2 separate regions of the Callithrix jacchus genome follow, and region 2 is linked to region 1. Evidence: chromatin contacts called from public Hi-C data. All regions are on one chromosome and are shown on one strand. The core of a region is the stretch at or near the end of the contact, and the rest is flanking DNA. Distances in the headings are between cores, read along the strand shown.

Region 1 (3,226 bases), core at 80-2,579:
AGGAATTAACTTTAAGGAGACTCCAGTCCAATCTTTCATTATACCTACAGGGAAACTAAGGCCCAGTTAGGGCCAACAGTTGCTCAGGGTCACAGAGCACTTGCATCCTGGAATCCTGGCTCGCAGAAGTATTCTGCCCACAGGCCCAGCGCTCCCAAGCTTCTGCCTTGCACTGATGGTTCCTTTCAGCAGTCTAGATTGGCATGCCCCTTCTGACTGCTCTAAGCCCTGGAATGTCTGATACCCAGCAATGACTGCTTTGAAACAGCTAGGGCCGGGGCCTCCAAGACCTCCATCTGAGAGTGGGGTTCACTTTAGCCTCTCAGGACTGAGGACCATCAAGAACCAGGAAGTGGAAGTCTAGGCTTGGGGACCCATTGTTACCAGATGGCTCTCTTCATTTTTGTAAAAAAGCAATCTATTTTACATATGGCAAGGACTCTGTGGACTAAAAGGCAGGGCAGTGGTCCTGCTTGGAGGAGCAGTGACAGGCACACAAAGAGTCTGAAATTGGCCAGGTGTGATGGTTCATCCCCGTAACCGCCCCCTCTTTGGGAACCCAAGGTGGGAGGATCCCTTGAGCCCAGGTGTTCGAGGCTTTACTGAGCTAGGATTATACCCCAGCAGCACAACCTGGGTGAGAGAGCCAGACCCTGTCCCTAAAAAATATAAATAAATAAAAAGCCAAGAGTCTGAAACTGTCACAGTGAGGGAGGTGCCAAGGGGAGCTGGCCCAGGCCCAGCTGAATTCTCAAGCTCTCCAGTGGATATGAGCAGGGCCTTCTGCTCCAAAGGTTCTGGGTGCCCCTTCCTAGAGCTCAGAAATGGTGAGGATTTTCCAAGGGGCTGAAGGATTTCACCACAGAGCTTGGTGTTTTAATCCTTTAAATTTTTCCTCTCACCAATACGGGCAGGGCATGAGTGACCCTTCCCATTCTACAGATGGGGAAGGAGAGGTATGGGAGGAGGAGGAGAATGAATACCAACACCAGATGTCTAGTCAACACTTCAAACTCAACCAACAAGTGCAAACTCGGGTCCTGATCTGTCCCCAAGACCCTCTACCCTGCAATTTTCCTAATGAAAGCTGAGGCCAGCGCCAGGTTTTAGCAGATGGCAAACTCTCAATGTTATCCATGACTCACGTCTTTCCCATCCCACGTCCAATCCATGAGCACACCCTGGAGCTCAACCTTCCCACTACACCCATAACCTGCCCACTTCTCCCCTCCTCCTGCCCCTGGTCTGAGTGGCCGTCATCTCCCACCTGAGCAACTGCAGTGGGTCCTTACTGGCCCCCCTACTTGAGTCTGTTCCCCACCTGACAGCCAGAGGGACCCGCTCAAAGGCCCAGTTGGGCTGTGTCAGTCCTATGCAAAGGGACACATCCCCATGGCTCTGATGCCCTCCAGCACAAGGCACAGTCCTTAGAGTGACTACAAGGCCCGTCATGCTCAGGCTGTGTCACTTCCCTGCCCTCCCTGCTCACTCTCTCCTCTCACCCCGCCTGCTGCGGCCACCCTGGCATCCCTCCTGTCTGCAAATGTGCCTTTGCATGCTTGGGCCTTAAAGCTTTTGCACTGACTATTCCTGTTCCCCACCAAGCTCCCCTGGCCTAGTCTCTCCCTGCTTCCAAAGTCTCTGTTCAAATGTCACCTTCTTAGAGAGGGCGAGGCCCCACAAACCCAAGCCCTCCAAAAGCTTCTTACCTGGTTCCTTCTCCCTCTCCCCAGCACATCCCACCTCCTGACATGCTATACAATGTCCTTACATATCATGCCCATTGCTGATTGCCTGAACACCCCACTAGAATGTTAGTCCCTGGCTGGGCGCAGTGGCTCACACCTGTAATCCCAGCACTTTGGAAAGCCAAGGTGGGCAGACTACCTGAGGTTGTGAGTTTGAGACTAGCCTGGCCAACATGGTGAAACCCCATCTCTACTAAAAATTAGCCAGGTGTGTTGGTGGGTGCCTATAATCCCAGCTACTCAGGAGGCTGAGGTAGGAGAATCGTTTGAACCCAGGAGGTGGAGGTTGCAGTGAGTTGACATTGCACCACTGCACTCCAGCCTGGGCAACAGAGTGAAACTCCATCTCAGGAAGAAAAAAAGAGTGTTAGTCCCTGGGGCAGGGATAATGACTGTCTCATGCACTGATGTACCCCAAACCCTGAGAACACAGCCCAGTGCATGTGACTGAACTGAACCAAGGACCCATCGGGTATCTAGCACCAGCATCGGCTGCCACCACTTATTCAGCACCTACTGTATGCCCGGCTTTGTTTGCATCACCTCGCTGAGTCCTCAGGCCATCCCACGAGGAAGTTGCTATCATTATTTCCACTCCACAGATGGCAAAACTGAGTTTCTGGGAGGGCTAAGAGATTTGCTCGAGGCCTCATGCACTATTAGTAAGTGGCCCAGTATGGATCAGAAGCAGGAGAGACTGACTCCAAGCCCATTCTCCCCTCCACGACTGGGCCTAAAAAGGCAGCCACGGCTCCAGTCCGATGAAATGCTCTCATGATGAAACTGTCCCGTGGCCCAAACCTCAGGCCCAACTCAGACAGCACAGAAATAGTCAGTTCTTCTATTTCAGCCACAGACACTGCCAAGACAGAGCCAAACCAGACCCTTGGCACAAACTGAAGCCACCAAGATCTGAGATCCAGAAGCTGATCATGAAGATGACAATGGCAACAGCAATTGCTTATGGCATGTGTGTGGAACGCCAGACACCATGATAAGGCTCACGAACATGTGTCCCCACGATAGCCTTCTACATGTCAGGTCAGCAGGGTAGCCCATCAGCCCACATCTATTTGTATTTTTTACTTTTTTTTGAGACAGGGTCTTGCTCTGTCTCCTGGGCTGGGGAGCAGTGGTACAAGCATAGCTTACTGCAGCCTCGAACTCTTGGGTTCAGGTGATCCTCCTGCCCAGCCTCCTGAATATCTGAGATTACAGGCATACACCACTGCACTTGGCTATTAAAAAACATTTGTTTTGTAGACACTGAGTCTTGCTATGTTGCCCAACAACCCCAAAAAAAAAAAAAAACCATAAATGCCCCACAGGCCACTGTGGCTTCAACGCTACTACACTCAAAGCAGCCCCCACTGCCATGGGAGACTGGAGTAGAGGAAGCCTTCGAGAGTCAGCCTCACAGGTCCTGTGGGGGGCTGGAGAGGCAGCTGGGAAGAGCGTGGGGCAGGAGGTGGGGGTCC
Region 2 (2,764 bases), core at 108-2,607, 89 kb before region 1:
AGTGGCACAATCTTGGCTCACTGCAACCTCTGCCTCCCAGGTTCAGGCAATTCTCCTGCTTCAGCCAACCAAGTAGCTAGGATTACAGGTACATGCCGCCATGCCCTGCTAATTTTTTCTATTTTAGTAGAGACGGGGTTTCACTGTGTTGCCCAGGCTGGTCTTGAACTCCTGAGCTCAGGCAATCCACCTGCCTCGGCCTCCCAAAGTGCTGGGATTATAGGCGTGAGCCACCACCCATCATCTTATTAACTTTTTGTACTTCCTAAATAGCCTGGCCCATCATCTTTATCATTATATTTTTGTTCTTCCTAAATTTCTTTTTTAAAACAAGAATGGTTTCCTCTGATAATTATAGATCTGCGGCTCTAGCAACATAGAAATCAGGAGGCCGGTGGGCTGCAGCAACTCCAGCCCAGACGCCCCCTTGCAGCCAGCATCCCGCCGCACGTGTCATACCTCTCCCCACTCTGGTGCTGCTCTGTCCACGTCCCATACTGGCTGTCAGCTTCGTGCACAAGGGTATCAGTGTCCTTGGCTTCAGTGGGCCTCCGGGAGAAACACTGCTTCAGCTGGTCCTGCAAAGACAAGCCAGAGATGAGATTTCTACCAGGAAAAGTGCCCAGAACCCCCGTCCCAGCTGACCACAAATCATGATGCATGGCCCCCAGCTCAAACTCATCCCAGCTCCCAGCTCCCTGTTGCCCTCTTAGGTGGAGCCAGACATCTTGGCTGGGCACTAGGGTGATGAATTGTCCTGGTTTGTCCAAGATATCACAGGATGTGGGACTTTCAGGGCTAAAAGTGGGCACACTGGGATGAAGTGGTCACCCTATCTGGCATGGAGAGCCAGGGCACCTCCTGGCCCCTCCTCAATGGCCCTGTCTCCTCTGCACAGGACAGGCTAGCCACACTTCTCTCCACCTTCAGCGTTACCCAACTCATGGCTCTGGCTAGGGTACCTCCATGCCCCCACCTGGCCAGGTTCCTACCACCACGGTGTTTCCCACCCGCATCCCCAGACACAGCATCCGTGGGGCACCAAACTTGGGACAGGCATTGGGCTGATCTCTGGACATGAGATCATCTGGCTGAACTACAGTCCCTCGACAATCCCATGGGGTGGATCTTAGTATGATCCCCATTTTTAGAAGCATGAAATCACATGCCACAAATCAAATCACCAGTCAACAGCTGGTGAAGTGGAATTCAACCCCTAGGTCCAAACCACTGCGCTTCAGGCCATATCAATCCTTCGGGCTGTTTCTGCCTGGTCTGTTGCTGGTCTCAGGCCTCAGCCTGGGTCCTTGGAGAAGGAAGGCAGGGCAGGTCTCGGCCCTTGGCCTGAGTCCTCAGAGCGAGCAGGCAGAATGCAAGAGTGCTGATTGGCACAGAACTGACCACAGGGCCAAGCCAAGTGCCTGGCACACAGTGGACAGGTCATCAATCCCCATTAAACGACCTTCATTTGTCTGCTTCCCAAATTAATAGGCCATTCCCTGTGATGTGGCCACCAAAGTGGCTGCCATTAGGCTTGTGCTTTGTTGAGTGGGGAGAAGCTGGAGCATTCAGGACAAAAGCGAAGTCCGATTCTTGGACTGGCTGTGGGCACACTGATGATTGAGATGGCCTTGGTTGCCTGAGCTTTGAATGATGCGCTCAGTCACCGACTTTTGTTTTGTTTTGAGACAGGGTCTTTACTCTGTGCAGTGGCGCAATCACAGCTCACTGCAGCCTCAGCCTCCAGAGCTCAAGTGATCCTCCTGCCTGAGACTCCCAAGTAGTTGGGAGCAAAAGTGTACACTACCACGCCCAGCTATTTAAAAAACATTTTTTTTTAGAGATGGGGTCTTGCCACGTTGCCCAAGCTGGTCTTAAACTCCTGGGCTCCCTCCTGCCTCAGCCTCTCAAAGTGTTGCAGTTACTGGTGTAAGCCGCCATGCCTGGCCTTAGTTGCTGTCTTTTGGTGAGGAATTTGGAGATAGGGGTTAGGACGTGCGACTGGCCCAGAAAGACAAACAGGGCTCATCTTTACCCCTTCTGTTCTGTTCCATGGGAGAGCAGGAGGTACATCCTCCCAGAATATGCTTCCGATCATCTCCTGCTCAAAAACCTTCCAGGGATCCCTACTGTCCTCCGGCAGAAATCCAAGGCCCCTTGCAAGCAAGCCCCCACATTTCCTGTCTGATCCCATCCCCAACCCTTGCTCCAAATAAACTCTCTGTCCCACTCTCTGGCTCACCTCACACCGTATCCCACGCAAGTCTTACACACTCCTGGCCTCTGCGGCTTTGTTTGTGCCTTCCCACCTTCCTATCCATCCTTCTCACCCAAAGATATTGCAACTTGCGGTGACATCCCCTCCCTAAGCTTTTGTTTTGTTTTTGAGATGGAGTCCCGCTGTCTCCCAGGCTGGAGTGCAGTGGCGCAATCTCGGCTCACTGCAACCTCCACCTCCCGAGTTCAAGCATTTTTCTTGCCTCAGCCTCCTGAGTAGCTGGGATTACAGGCACACACCACCATGCCTAGCTGATTTGTTTGCGTTTTTAGTGGAGACAGGGTTTTGCCACATTGGCCAGGCTGGTCTCGAACTCCTGACCTCAGGTGATCCACCCACTTCACCCTTCCAAAGTGCTGGGATTACAGGCATGAGCCACCACTGTATACCCTGGATGACTAATCAAGTGTACCAGGCAGAATGTGACACATAAGTTATTTAAACAACAGATATTTACTGAGCATCTACTACATGTGAGGCACTGGG

Evidence for each region. Hi-C and Micro-C count contacts between places; a contact is called where the count stands out from the background.
Region 2: a contact with region 1 is called in a Hi-C map of skeletal muscle, with 7 times the contacts expected there. The contact joins two enhancer-like sites. A contact is called at or near these places in 3 of 3 Hi-C or Micro-C datasets (induced pluripotent stem cells and skeletal muscle).

Annotation. Positions count from the first base shown.
Region 1 is chr1:196,025,759-196,028,984 of calJac240_pri, reverse strand. The region is part of intron 6 of KIAA1671 (KIAA1671 ortholog); the gene reads right to left. Among named protein-coding and RNA genes, the nearest start is that of CRYBB3, 120 kb to the left of the region's middle. Within about 2 kb of position 1,329, at least 1 of the 16 cell types and tissues checked has an H3K27ac peak or open chromatin away from gene starts, as enhancers often do. A contact at or near this core is called in skeletal muscle, where this site is marked.
Region 2 is chr1:196,115,689-196,118,452 of calJac240_pri, reverse strand. It overlaps KIAA1671 (KIAA1671 ortholog), which reads right to left. Exons shown (of 13, transcript XM_078336626.1): 7 at 460-578. Among named protein-coding and RNA genes, the nearest start is that of CRYBB3, 28 kb to the left of the region's middle. Within about 2 kb of position 1,357, at least 3 of the 16 cell types and tissues checked have an H3K27ac peak or open chromatin away from gene starts, as enhancers often do. A contact at or near this core is called in skeletal muscle, where this site is marked.